Linked DNA regions of Ovis aries: region 2 is linked to region 1. The links are chromatin contacts, called in public Hi-C maps. All regions are on one chromosome and are shown on one strand. Each heading gives the region's core, a stretch centred on a gene start, on an enhancer-like site or on the middle of the called end of the contact. The rest is flanking DNA. Distances are from core to core; before and after follow the strand shown.

Evidence for each region. A called contact is a pair of places that touch in the nucleus more often than the background predicts.
Region 2: a Hi-C map of blood shows a contact between it and region 1, with 7 times the contacts expected there. The contact joins two enhancer-like sites. A contact is called at or near these places in 8 of 16 Hi-C or Micro-C datasets (blood, hypothalamus, liver and 5 more).

Annotation. Positions count from the first base shown.
Region 1 is chr11:14,512,887-14,520,068 of ARS-UI_Ramb_v3.0, forward strand. LOC101113085 (protein SLFN14) reads left to right here. Exons shown (of 5, transcript XM_042255407.2): 5 at 2,082-5,541. The coding sequence ends at 2,916. LOC121820551 (a long non-coding RNA gene) reads right to left here. Exons shown (of 3, transcript XR_006061090.2): 2 at 6,525-7,182; 3 at 5,635-6,029. Among named protein-coding and RNA genes, the nearest start is that of PEX12, 28 kb to the left of the region's middle. Within about 2 kb of position 3,010, at least 14 of the 54 cell types and tissues checked have an H3K27ac peak or open chromatin away from gene starts, as enhancers often do.
Region 2 is chr11:14,626,893-14,634,074 of ARS-UI_Ramb_v3.0, forward strand. UNC45B (unc-45 myosin chaperone B) reads right to left here. Exons shown (of 20, transcript XM_004012459.4): 20 at 6,866-7,182. Among named protein-coding and RNA genes, the nearest start is that of UNC45B, 34 kb to the right of the region's middle. Within about 2 kb of position 2,624, at least 7 of the 54 cell types and tissues checked have an H3K27ac peak or open chromatin away from gene starts, as enhancers often do.

The DNA of each region.
Region 1 (7,182 bases), core at 1,760-4,259:
TGATTTTAAATGCTGTTTGATTTCATTTATAAAATATTTTTATGTGTTTGACTTATTCTGATTCAGTCATTTTAGAAACCATGCACGTTTGCTTCTGATTTAAATTTTTAGCTTTCAGTTTAGTAAAAGAAATTGGCTGTTTTACTAAAGCGCATGAGGGCTTTTCGTTTGTGGTTTGTTTGACTTATTTCTCAAGCTAATCTTTTGTGAGCACCATTTATATGCTAGATGCAGTGTACGTTTAGTGTTAGAGGAGGAAAATATGTTGAAGACCTTGCCGTAAAGCCCAGTAAGACAGACAAAGAGAAAAATAAGCAATGGGAATGTTGTATAATTAGTATGATAGTAAAGATGTGCTTAAACTTAGCTTAGGCTGTAGTTTGGTCAGCAAATACTCTCCAATGAAGGACATCCTGACTTCTTTTTTAAGAGGTCAATAGGAGGAGTGCATTAATTGGGGGCTCTTTGGGCAAAGGACGCAGCAAATAGAAAGGCATGGAGATGAATCAGAATGGTAGGTCTGCCTGGAGCAGTGAGGAGCTGCGGGTGTGTGACAAACGATGAAGTTGGAAAGGAGGCAGATGCCAGATAATGAAGGATCTTCTAAACTGTGCTGAAGCTATGTTCTTTCTTATGCTTTATAGGTAAGTTTTAAGAGAACCCCAGGCAAAAGCCAAGTTAAATTGAACAAGTATCGATGAGCACAATGTGAGGGGGATACAGAGATGGCTAAGAATCAGCGCTTTTCTTCAAGAAGTCTACACTGTGCAAACTGAAAGAAAAGAACTTGAATAGTTGTGACTCAGGGGTTTGTGATTCTGGACAAAGGGATTAAAGCCCCAGGGACTACATGTGCAAAATCAGGAAATCTGTAGGGATGGGTGATATGACTTGAATCTAAATTAGAGGAGGCGATAAACAACTAAAAATTTTTAAGTACATATATGCATGTGTATCTATTTATATGATATAATATACTATAAATGAAAATTGAGCTAAGTAAGTAGGATGGTAGCTTCATGGAGGCATAGCCCTGTAGACTTGGTACCCTACCTAACATCCTGACACGTCATGGAACTCAGAAACCTCTCGACGCTTTCCTAACCAAAATCTAGAGAGGCTTCTGGCATTGTACTAAAAATAAGTGGGAAAGGAGGGTTTTCTTTAGAGGAACTTATAGGAGCCCATATTTCTTTTTCATATGAAAATTATGATATGCCTCTAGGCGACTGCTTATCAGCTCTAAAAAAGATAGAAAGTAAAGAAATAGTAGTAACAAGTGTAAATTCATTTTGAGATTTCCCTTAGATATAAGGAATTTATCTTTAGGGATTGTTAAGCAGTAGAAATGGACTGTAGTAGAAATAACAAAATCTTCTACCTGAGTTCATTTTAAAAGTCTCACATGCTGATTTAACTTGATAGCTCCAAGGATTAGGGTTTGCAATATGCATTCTGTCAGGCTTTCTAGGTAGCTCAGTGGTAAAGAATCTGTCTGCCAAGCAGGAGACACGAGTTTGACTCCTGGGTCAGGAAGATCCCCTGAAAAAGGAAATGGCAACCCACTCCAGTATTCTTGCCTGGAAATCCCATGGACAGAGGAGCCCAGCAGGCTATAGTCCATGGGGTCGCAAAAGAGCTGGACGTGACTTAGCGACTGTGCGTGCATGCTAAGTCACTTCAGTCGTGTCCAACTCCATGAGACCCTATGGACTATAGCCCACTAGGCTCCTCTGTCCAAAGGATTCTCCAGGCAAGAATACTGGAGGGGATTGCCATGCCCTCCTCCAGGGGATCTTTCCCGACCCAGGGATGGAACCCCCATCTCTTACATCTCCTGTATTGGCAGGCAGGTTCTTTACCACTAGTGCCACCTGGGAAGCCTGACTTAGTGACTAAACAACAATTGATGTCAGGAGCCTTGTAAGAAGAGCATTTTTGTAGTATTCAGGACACTGCTGAATCAGTGAATCAGCTTCTGGATGAGAGCCAGTCTTGAATGCCAATCCAGAGAGTCATAAATGCATGGCGTTCCTTTCATTTTTATGCCTGAAGCCCTATTCTCTCCTTCCTCCTTACAGCCAGCAAACGACCTGCCGAGCTGTGACCCGGAAAACCTTCATGGGAGGGGAGTTCCCAAAGATCAAGCACATAGTGATGGATGAAACTGAGCATTTCTGCAGTAAATATGGTGACTGGTACATGAAGGCCAAGAGCATCACCCACCCAAAGGTGAGGGGTGCTGGAAGTGAAAACCCACACCATGGGATTCTCTGGCTTTTTCTGGACCCTTTCCAAGTCCATCATGGAGATGGCAACGGCCTTCCGCCTCCATCTGCTCAGTTTCCTCGGAAAACAATCACCAGCGGGATCCACTGTGCTCTGGAAATAGCGATGCTCATGAAAGAAGAAATGAAGAGGATCAAGGAAAACCCTCACCCCAGCGTGTCTCCAGACACACTGGCGGCGTTCAGGGAAGCTTCGTATGAAGAAGCAATGCGTGCCCAGGCTTTGCCTGGGGTGTGTGAGACAGAGACTAACTTGACCACAGAAGAAATTGCGAGACACGTGGCAGAAAGATGTCACCACCTGTTCCAGTGTGGCTATCTGCCCAGAGACATAGCAATTCTGTGCAGGAGAGCAGAGGACAGAGGACGCTATGAGCTTGCACTGCTAAGAGCAATGGAATTATTTGAGACCTGTGGACCCACAAAGGTTGTGTTCAGCCAGGCCTCTGGTGTTCTGGATGGTCACATTGTTTTAGACAGTATTCAGCAGTTTTCAGGCCTGGAGAGGAATATTGTGTTTGGGCTCAGTCCGGAGTATGCCCTGTCAGAGGAAGTTCATAAGCTCTGTTTTGCCTCGAAAGCCATCAAACACCTCTACCTGCTTTATGAAAAGAGGGCAACCTTCTGAAAATTATTTCAAACAGTATAGGAAGGGACAGAGAGCAGAGTCTCCCTGCTCCCCAGCAGGTGGCAGCTTCGCCCTTTCATCTGTCACAAGCGAGGACATCAAGGCTCGGTCAGAATAGCATGGAGCCACAGAACTGCCTCCTGGCACTGGGCCTCCATTTGCGGGGTCACTGGTCTTCCCCACTCCCCTCCACTTCTTCCCTGGGACTTATGATGGGTCCTTTGCCTCTGAGTTTTCTAATCCAATCCAGCTTTCATCTTGTCCAGCCACAGAAAAGTGAAAGTGAAAGTGAAGTCGCTCAGTCGTCTCCGACTCTTTGCGACCCCATAGACTGTAGCCTACGAGACTCCTCCATCCATGGAATTTTCCAGGCAAGAGAACTGGAGTGGGTTGCCGTTTCTTTCTCCAGGGGATCTTCCCAACCCAGGGATCGAAACCGTTTCTCCCGCATTGCAAGCAAATGCTTTTATCACCTGAGCCACCAGGGAAGCCAACAGTCACAGAGGTGCTCCTTACATACAGAACTGATTTTGTGACATCCCTGCTAATGTATCTCCAGGGCGTCCCTGAAGTCTTCAAGCCAAACTAATTTTTAGGGCTTCCCAGGATAACACTCTAACTTACTCGTCGAATGCATCCTTCGTTTTAAGTCCATCTTCCAGTGTTTCTAACCCACCCCCGCCTCACTGGCTTATTTTGGAGGTGGAGTAGGGTGCTCTCCAAGCGTAAGTCCAGGAGAAAGTGTGGATATATGCTTTTGGCTATCATTTCAGATAAAGCCCATCAGCTTTCCAAGAGGCGGGAGAGCAGGTGGGTGGGGCTTAGAAAAGTGCTCTTAGCTGCCTCTCTGAACTGCTTGGGTCACCAAGGCAGCCAGTCTGAACCTGACAGTCGTCAGCTCTCCTTTCCCTGGATTGAACAGAAGCTTCCTCTGCCTCCTGTTGCTCCAACTACCTACTTCTGTTTGCCTTTCCTTGGGGGCTTCAGGGTACTTTTAAGTGGGAGAAAAAAAAATTCCACAATTAGTTAGTTTTCTGTTTTCATTTTTTGGGTTTATTTTTGGCTGCATCGGTTCTTAGTTGCGTCATGCGGAATCCTTCACTGCAGCGCAATGGACTCTCTAGTTGTGGCCCACGGGCTCAGTAGTTGCGGGGCGAAGACTGAGTTGCCCCAAAGAATGTGGGATCTTAGTTCCCAAACCAGAGATCGAACCCACATTTCCTGAAAGGCAGGTTCTTAACTACTGAACCACCAGGGAAGTCCCAGTTAATTCGTTTTTGATGAAGCAAGAGATACGAGTATGTTAACATTTGGAGAACTGAAGGTGTGTGAATGCTCTACAAATAATTTAAAGAGTCAAAAATGCAGGAAGAACTGGGGGATGGAGAGAATGGGGACTGCTAAATTTTAGTCGTAAGCCTCAGCGCCATTTGACTTTCTGGACTTTAAACTATTTGCATACATTGTATAATTTTTGATAAAATAATTTATTTTTAAAAAAGAATCAACTGCTTTAAGGATTGCACGTGAGAGTCTTTGTCAGTACTATGCAGAGAGTTCGGTCAAACTTAAAGTAGAAGGCCTAATCCAGGGGTTCTCAATCCTGGCTGCTCTTTATAACCCTCTGAGGAGTTTATAAAAATATCAGGTACTTCCTTGGTAGTCCAGTGGATAAGACTCAAGCGCTCCCAATGCAGGGAGCCCAGGTTCGATCACCCCTGGTCAGGGAACTAGATCCTACTACGTGCTGAAACTAAGAGTTCATGTGCTGCAAGTGAAGATTCTGCACGCCACACGTGAGACAAGGTGCAGCCAACTAAATAAAAACATAGAAATGAATAAATATTAAAAATAAGCCAAAACAGTCATCAAGTCAGACGTCAGACCAATTACATCAGCATCTCTAGGCATGGGCTTGGACACTTCATAAAAGTTGTCCAAATGACTCCACTATGCCGCCAGGGCTGAGGACTCGTGCACGCTTCCTTCTTCTGGTCTGTTCTTTCTGTCCCCAAGTGTATAGGTACACTTTTCTCTTCCCATTAGATTGTGAGCCCCTTGAGAGTAAGGATGGCACTTACACCTCTTTAGTTCCCCCAAAAGTAACTAGTAGAGTGCCTTGAATATGGCAGGTGCTCATTAATTATTTATTGAATGGACTTGCTCCTTTCAGAAAATCAGAATCTACTGGAACAATGCTTCTAGTCAATAGAATGAATATCTGATTTTGGAGACTTCAGAGAGGTCAGTGTGGAGAATAATTAACACTGCCATAGTGAAGAATTTAAGAGAATAAAGGAATTTAAACTGTTTTTAGGCAAAGGTCCATGTTGATGGAAGTTTGTTAGATTTGAGTTTGAGATTAGGAATTGACGGGGACTAAGAACAAATGGCTAACTTGAATGTACTTAGAAATCTACATTTTTCTACAGACCCTTAATATAATAGATAAAACAGTTCATTTGGTCAAATAATATGCCTGCTATGAGAAGCTTCTAAAACTTACTTTAATAAAGAAAAGTAACTAACACACATTGTAAATCAGCTACACTCCAATTTTAAAAAGGTGATTCTATTATGTAACTTTGAGAACTGGAGAAATGCAAAATAAAAGGTTCTTATCAATTTGCTATCTAGGCAAATTATTTTTTCAATTTTGCTTATTTATCTCTATTCTTTGTTGACTTGCAAAAAATATTTTTACATAGTTACTATGAAGTTAGACGATCAACTTCATATCATGTGTGTGCGTGTTTTCCATGTAAACTTTTTGTGAGGCACTGTTGTAGCTTGTATTATTCGTCTCAAGGCTTCCTCACTCCCTAGATCTACACCACGTATAGTTCCTGACACCAGAGGTGGAGTGTGTTTTCCACCCCCTTGATGTGGACTTGTCCATAGGGCTTTATTCGGCCAATGAGATGTTAGTAGCTGTGATGTGTACAGAGGCTCTACCCATTTCAGCATTAGGCCTACTCTCCTGAGCTTCTGCTACCATCTTGTAAAGACGATGTCTTGAGCAGCCCACCAGTCATGGAGGAATGAGCGACGTCGACTCAACTGATCAGCCAAGTTCCACTGATCTGGCCTGGATCAGCCAAAATCCAACTGACCTGCAAATGCAGAAGAAATAAAGATTTCCTGTATGACTGAGATTCTAAGTTTGTTTGCTTGGCAGCAGTAGCTGACCAATGCTGGCATTTCCCTGTGGTGTAGCACCATCTTCACAATGATCATTTTCAATGGTCGTGTGATATCTCAGATTATACAATAATCATCCTCCTAATGATTTGGGTGACTAGCAGTCTTACACTTTAAAATCAAGCCAAGCATATATTCTACTCAGGCATATGAGTTTTGCTTTCCTTGGTATATGTATGGGTCCCCAGATATGAGACGACTGTATCAAAAAGCCCTCGATAAAAGATTCGCTTTATTTATACTGGTTCTGATGGACAAAGAAGTGTCCATCTTTGCCAAAGTGAAGTGAGGGTGTTATAGTTGCTCAGCCATGTCCAATTCTTTGTGGCCCTATGGACTACAGCCCAACCAGGTACCTCTGTCCATGGAATTCTCCAGGCAAGAATACTGGAGCGGGTTGCTATTACCTTCTCTAGGAGGTCTTTCGGACCCAGGGGTCGAACCCAGGTCTCCTGCATTGCACACTGATTCTTCACCATCTGAGCCGCTGGGGAAGCCGGTGAGTGCTTAGAAAATCCCCAGATCATTGTATGTAAACACATACAGATCTGTTGCCTTAAACAAGAGAACAAAATGCTGACATCAGGTTTTGATGACAAAAGAGGTGGTGGCCTCTCAGAAACAGGTGGCTCAGATTATGCTGACTGTATGCAGAGTAAAACCAGGATTCGTCGCCCTAACCCAGAACCTCAGAGGGAGAATGTAACTTGGAGAATTACAGATAGGAAAATGAATTATGCAACCTTAACATTATATATCAATAAAAAAATATTCTGGTCACTTGAAATTGATGTTGGGTACTATCCCAGAGAAAAGAAAAGACAGGATACTTCTAAACATCAATCAGTTCAGTTCAGTTCAGTTCAGTCGCTCAGTCGTGTCTGACTCTTTGCGACCTCATGAGATGCAACACACAAGGCCTCCCTGTCCATCACCAGCTCCCGGAGTTCACTCACACTCATGTCCATCGAGTCGGTGATGCCATCCAGCCATCTCATCCTCTGTCGTCCCTTCTCCTCCTGCCCTCAATCCCTCCCAGCATCAGGGTCTTTTCCAATGAGTCAA
Region 2 (7,182 bases), core at 1,374-3,873, 110 kb after region 1:
GCCGTATTCGACAACAATCTGAATATACTTAACACTATTGAACTGTACCCTTTAAGATGGAAACTTTTGTGAGAGTTATATCAGGGAAGCCCAGGGATGTGGGTGTTTCCAGGTGGGGTGTCCAGTGCCTGGTAAGGAGTACAACAGTATATTAACATTGGTGAGCTGTATAGAGCAAACTGTACATTAACAGCGACCTTGACAAGGCTGGTTCAGAAAAAGGTAGCAGGTGTCAGGATATCACGGTGGGGTGGGTGGATTCTCAGAATCTATATGTAAATGAAGACCAAAACTCTCACAATCACATACACTTGTCTAATGGAAACATCCTTTGTGAAAAGTCATATTTGTGACTTGTGTACTAAAGGATGCTTGAAGATTATTTAGAAAAAGTCCCATAAAAACAACAACAATAGGGAATTCCCTGGTGGGCCACTGTTTGGAACTCCACACTTTCACTGCCAAGAGCCTGGGTTCAGTTTCCTGGCTGGGGAACTAAGATCCCACAAACTGCAGCGTGGCCAAATAAAAAAAGTGTAGTGGAACTACTAGGGGGAAAAACTTCCCATCTGAGACATCTAGCTTTCAAAGCATTAAAGTTTTTCCCCATGTATTGCAACCTTTAGTTTAAACCGATTTTGTGTTTATTGGTAAAGTAACTGTGTTCAAACTGAAAGCTCTCTTCCATGCATAGTAGGTCTTAAGTCTTGTTTGTCAGGGGAACCCCAGCAGACTGTATCACCATCTCTTATTCCTTCAGGCTTAAAGAAAAAATAATAATTTGGTGATAGGCAATTTTTTTTTCCTAAAAATATTAGAGATTTTGTTTCATCAAAGTATAAACCGAGAAAATTTAAAGGCTAAATGGATTGGAGAGACTTTCAAAGCACGTACAGGGAAACTCTGGTGCCCGAAACATTTCCCTGACCCTGTTACCGCCCATTACTTCTGCAGCAGCGTGACTGAGGAAATAAGGATATAGCCCCGGGGAAAAGCAAAACAAACAAAAACAGGATGTACATGAAGGGAGAACCCAGGAGTGAGCCCAGAGAGGCCCCAGGTAGGATCCCAGGGGAAAGGGCTCAGGGGGCATATGTCCTAATAGAAATTGATGTTAATTGATAATATACTTAATGCATTTGATTAACAGCACCAACAAAAAGTTTCCTTGTATGAGGCAGAGAATTTGGGATAAATTAGATACTTATAAAATTAAACAGACAAAAAGTCAGATGATTATAAATTCTGAGCAAAGCAGAAAATTGTACAGGAAATGAAATGTACACATAGGCTATCACCTAACACAGCTGTGAAAAGAGTGAAAATAAGGTATACACTGAAGTTTGCTCTAACCCAAAACGGTGATAAAAGCACCTTGGCAGGATATGGGGAGGGGAAGACAGGAGGGAGTGTAACTGAACTAAATCTTCAGGAAGTAAATAGATAAATGCCCATGTGAAGCCCCAAACTGCACCTACAGAAAAGTGTATCCAAAAGAAACTTCAAGGTGATCACTTCTAGGAGCAGCGAGAGGAGTGGAACAGGCGTGTACTGATTCTATCATAAGCCTCGAGAACTATTTGACTTTCAGTACCAAGTGCTTGGGCAACTTTGATCTTTTAATTTTATAAAAAATTATTTCCAATTATCTGGAAAGTATTAAGACAATGTGCTTGTCTCCTGTTTTCCCCCATATATCCTGGGCCTCTGATACCATCTGTGTTTTATAGTCCCAGATCCTTGGCAGTCCTGTGAATATAAAACACTGCAGAATCTACAGTCAAATAATAATAAAATCCCGTCCTGACCTCTCCCTGCATGTTCTAAGTTTTGAGTTTTGGAGTCTAGCATTCATTTTCTCCAAAGCAATTAGTGAGGCTACACTGCTTGGTTTGGATAATTACTGAACTGGGTGGAGAACAAAAACTCAGCAAGATAAGCCGATAATATCTTCCTGTCCCTTAAAGTGAAAAGTGAAAGTCGCTCAGTCGTGTCTGACTCTTTGTGACCCCATGGACTGTAGCCTGCCAGGCTCCTCTGGGCATAAAATTCTCCAGGCCAGAATACTGGAGTGGGTAGCCATTCCCTTCTGCAGGGGATCTTTCCAACTCAGAACCCAGGTCTCCTGCACTGCAGGTGGATTCTTTACCATCTGAGCCACTAGGGAAGACCTCCTATACCTTAACAGCTGCATAAAAAGCAGATATGACTCAGAAAGCTGCCTTTCTAAATGCTATTCTGACAAAGGAGAATTGTATAGACCCCTGGAATTCAGAGACTGATGGTGTCTCCTATGAAAGTAATCACAAACTGCTAAAGAGTCTGATTGGTTTCTTTTAACTAAATGATGTACAGTGCTGATAACATTTAAACTGACACCTTTTTCCTGGAAGGGATACGCACTTACAAATCTGCTTTTTCAAGCCGGGAGAAGAAGCTCTTCCTGTCTCCCACGTGCATGGAGATAATAAAACTTGTGCTTCTGCTAAGTTTCCTAAGAGTCTGAGAGTTCATGTTTCATTTAAATGAACATTTCTTACCCAGGAAGCGCTGCTGACCTTCCCTGCTGGTGTGATACTTGGAACTGTCACACCATCCCCAAGAAACTGGCGGCTCGGTTCCCCTTGTGCCGGCCAGCGTGCGCCCTGCACTGCCACCTGCCGTTGACAGCCGAGCTCCTTCGTTCTTTCCCATGGTCTCTATTACTTTTTTTTTTAAGAGTATGTTTACAAAACTTTGTCGTACAGAAAGCAAAAATGGGGTTACAACTCAGTGTAACTGGTAACCATGGATGGCTATATGAGTCATCCACCAATCACAGCTACCCACACCCCAACAACAGTCACAGCTACCCACACCACAACAAGAATCTTACATGAAAACCTGGCAACACTTAGAATTTCACTGGAGTGAAGTCCCCAAGCTTGGTGGTGGATTTTCAAGAGAGACAAAAAGGAAGGAGTCGGAATGTCATGGGAACTATGCTCTTTGGGTGGGTGGGTAGGTGTTCGGGATTTGTATCACAGGGGCTTCTCAGGCGGCTCTTCGCCTGCCCCAGTGCAGGAGACTCGGGTTCAGTCCCTGGGTTGGGAAGATCCCCTGGAGAAGGAAATAGTAACCCACTCCAGTATTCTTGCCTGGGAAATCCCATGGACAGGGGAGCCAGGTGGGCTACAGTCCACAGGGTCACAAAAAGAGTCGGGACATGACTCAGTGACTAAACAACAACCAACTCTTAGGAGCAGTAACCCAATAATCCCTGAACTATGTCCTAACACTTGCCCTTCCCAGACCCCAGGGAACAATCCTCAACCCATTTTTAAGCAACCCCCTTGCTCCCTGATACAGTCTCTGCCCTAGAGATTCATTTTCTAGCCCTCACTCCTACCACGAGTAAATGGGAGAAGAAATCTCCTCCTGCCCACCCCATCCAATGCTGGTGTTTTCAACGACTTCAAAGACAGTAGCTCACAGGCCATCATTTGGAACACAGCCCACTGTAAAATGATTTCAGGAGGCTGTTTCTACCCTTGGGCTTCCCTGATAGCTCAGCTAGTAAAGAATCCACCTGCAATACGGGAGACCTGAATTCAATCCCTGGGTCAGGAAGATCCCCTGGAGAAAGGAAAGGCTACCCACTCCAGTATCCTGGCTTAGAGAATTCCACGGACTGTATAGTCCATGGGGTTGCATAGAGTCAGACATGACTGAGCGATTTTCACTTTATTTCTCCCCAAGACCCAGAACTCACCTACCTACATTGGATCCCAGAGCCTTGGCTAGTGGTGTGGCTGTTTGCACTAAAACCTTTCATAAAACACGAAATCTTTTATGAACCACAAGGAAATCTATTACCCTGATGTTTCAGTGGCTTGGATTTTGAACTTCAGCAGTAAGAGGGAAACCCACAGACCTCAGAACCTCAAAGATCACTGCCAAAGTGGCTTTTGGCAGAACCACACCGAAGAAGGAGGTGACAGGCCTAAGAAGGCTGCAGGGGGAGGTCATGGGAAACTGCACTTCTGGGAAAGTAAGCAATACGTAAGGTTCCGGTGTCATTGAGTGCAATCCCAGCTCCAGCTCCAGCTCCTGCTTTTATGGCCCTGCGGCCACTTTGCCTTGGAAACTCAGTGAATGGATGCTTCTCCATTTCACCACCGCTAGCTCTCCTGCCCAGAACCCTTACATTTCCTAAACACACCGAGGCCAGGTGGCTGCCATTCCTTGAGTGAATTTGCAAATATGAACTGGCTTACTCACCAGTCTCGCATTCCCTTGACTGACCTGTTGAAGTACACAGCAGTCAACTGGGGCGCTGTACCCTAAGGAACAGGGAATATTAATCAGACGAAAGGAAGGGAACTAACTAATATTGAGTAGTCATATACTACGCACCAGTTGCTTGAGATCAATTCTTCTATGTAATCCTCACAATCAGGAGAAAAACAGTATTCACTTTTTGAAGTGAAAGTCACTCAGTCATGTCTGACTCTTTGTGTGTACAGTCCATGGAATTCTCCAGGCCAGAATACTGGAGTAAGTAGCCATTCTTTTCTCCAGGGGACCCTTCCAACCCAAGGATCGAACCCAGGTCTTCCTCATTGCAGACGGAGTCTTTACCGTCTGAGCCACCAGAGAATGAAATAACATACAGAAAAGTGCACAAATCATAAGCTTGATGAAAGTGAACCCATCCAGACTTAAAATTAGACGCTCTCTTAGAGTCCTTCTCCATCACTCTCCACTACCTCTTCCCTACAAGTACTGTAAACAGTATCCTGACTTTGAATACCATAAGCTAGTTTGCCTGGTTTTGAACCTATTTCAAATGGAATCATTCTCTATACAATACATGGTGTTAAGTCTAGCACCTTTCACGAAATATTATGTAAGCTACCTCCTTGTGTGTAGCAGTAGTTTATTCACTTAAATTGGTGGGTCATCTTCTCTCATATGAGGATGGAACAACTTATCCATATTCTATGGACATTAGGATTATTTCCACTTTGGAGCCGTGATTGAAATTTTCTCTTTTGTTGCCTACATGCTTTTTAGTGCATATAAATATCTATTTCTGTTGACTCTGTACTTGAAAGAGTTGCTGGCTCTGTTAGGAGATACTGCCAAATACATTTTCTTAAGCAGTTGTAGTAATTGAAATTCCCACCTGCAGTGTGTAAGAGGTCCAGTGACTCCACATTCTCACCAGCACTTGATTTTGTCAGTGTTTTTAATATTAGCCATTCTGATAAGTCTAGAATGGCATCTCACATTACTTTCATTTTCCATTTCCTTGATGACTAGTGAGATTGAGCATCTTTTCATATACTTATTGGCCTCTTTTATGACATGCCTGTTCACGATGTTTGCTCCAATTTTCTTCTTCTTCTAGATAGATAGGCATTGCTGTTCTCGACTTCATTTATTTCTTTATTTAACTTTCTGGCCATCCATGGGGCATGCAAGATCTTAGTTCCCTCACCAGAGATTGTAGTTACGCCCTCTGCAGTGAAAGCAAGGAGTCTCAACCATTGGCCTGCCAGGGAGGTGCTTCATATACACTTTAGAAACAACTTTTCAATCTCTGTCCCCCAAAGGCTCAGATTAGATTAGCATTTAATGAAATCCTTATGTCAATTTGTAAAGAATTTGCATATCCAATGTAATGTTGAGCCTTCCAGTCCATGATTGCGGTAATGCCTCTCACTTATGTAGGCTTTCTTTTCTTTCTCTAAATAATAATTTATAGTTTTCTATGTAGAGCCCTTCAACATCTTTCACATGATTCATTCCTAGGTATTTGATGTGGTTTATGTTATTGTAAATGGCATCATTTTTACATTTAAATTTCCTAATCACTACAGGTATACAGAAACAGAATTGATTTTTGTAAACTGACCTTGTATCTAAATTCACTTATTATTTCTGAGTTTATCTGTAGACTTTTCCCATATACATGTACAGACCTGTTGTATGAATAATTTGAAAGGTTTGTTTCTTGATTTTCGGTCTTTATGCTTTTCATTTCCTTTTCTTATTGTACTAGTTTAACCTCCAATATAAAGCCTAATCAAATTGGTAATAGCAAGTATTGTCTCATTCTTAATCTCAGGTGGATTTCAAATATCATTTGAATTGTAGCTTTTATGTAGATAATCTTTACCAGACTAAAGGAGTCTCCTAATTTTAGTTTACTGAAATTTTTATCATGAGTTGTTTAATTTTATCCAGTGTTTTCCCTGCCTCTATTAAAATAATCATTTTTTTCCTCATTCTGTTAATGTGCTATATGGAAATGTGATGCATGCTAGACATATCAGAGTCGTCTCTGGGAATTTTGCTGGATCACTGAGAATGATCCTTTCTCTTCTCTTGCATAATTATGAACTATAACAACTGTGTGGGAATTCCCTGGCGGTCCAGTGGTTAGAACTCTGTGCTTTCACTGCCAAGGACCCAGGTTCAAACCCTGGTCAAGGAACTAAGACCCCACAAGTCACAGGGGAAAAAAATACAAACAAACAAAAACTATGGCAATCTGGAGCTTTCCAAAACTATGGAGCTTCTGGGGACTATCTCACCACATGGAAAGAGCTTGCCAGATATTAAGCCCAACCCAGAGGAAATAAAAACCAAGATGTGGGGGGTGAGAGACAGAAAAACACCCTCACACAGAAAAAAAAGAATCTGGATGACAATGTTTGAACACTAGTTCTAACAATGTCAACTCTTTCCCTGTATTGACAAAATATATGAACAAATGAATCTTTTTTTCACCTGAAGTACTTTGAGTTCATCTTATTTATATTCATCACATCCATCTTGCTTAGAAGATTTCCCCAAGCAAATTGCAAAAGTCACGTCAGACTATTGAACATCAGCTGTATTTCCATCATAGTTAGGTGAAAGGAATGCACACGGGTCTGGGACGGGTGCTGCCGCTGAAACATGCAGTTATAGGCAGCCCTATTCAAACAGCAGGAGAGACAGGGTATAAAAACCAGACAGACCAGCATCCAGGCACACCAGCACTAACCTTTACAGTCACACTACTTCACACATTTATAGTAGGACCTGTCAGCTCCTACTCCACCACACAATCCAGTTCCAAAATGTAAAGAATTCCAGTCCATTATCCTGGCCTTTGGAATGGGTACAGAAAGAATTATCCAACCTGCCTTC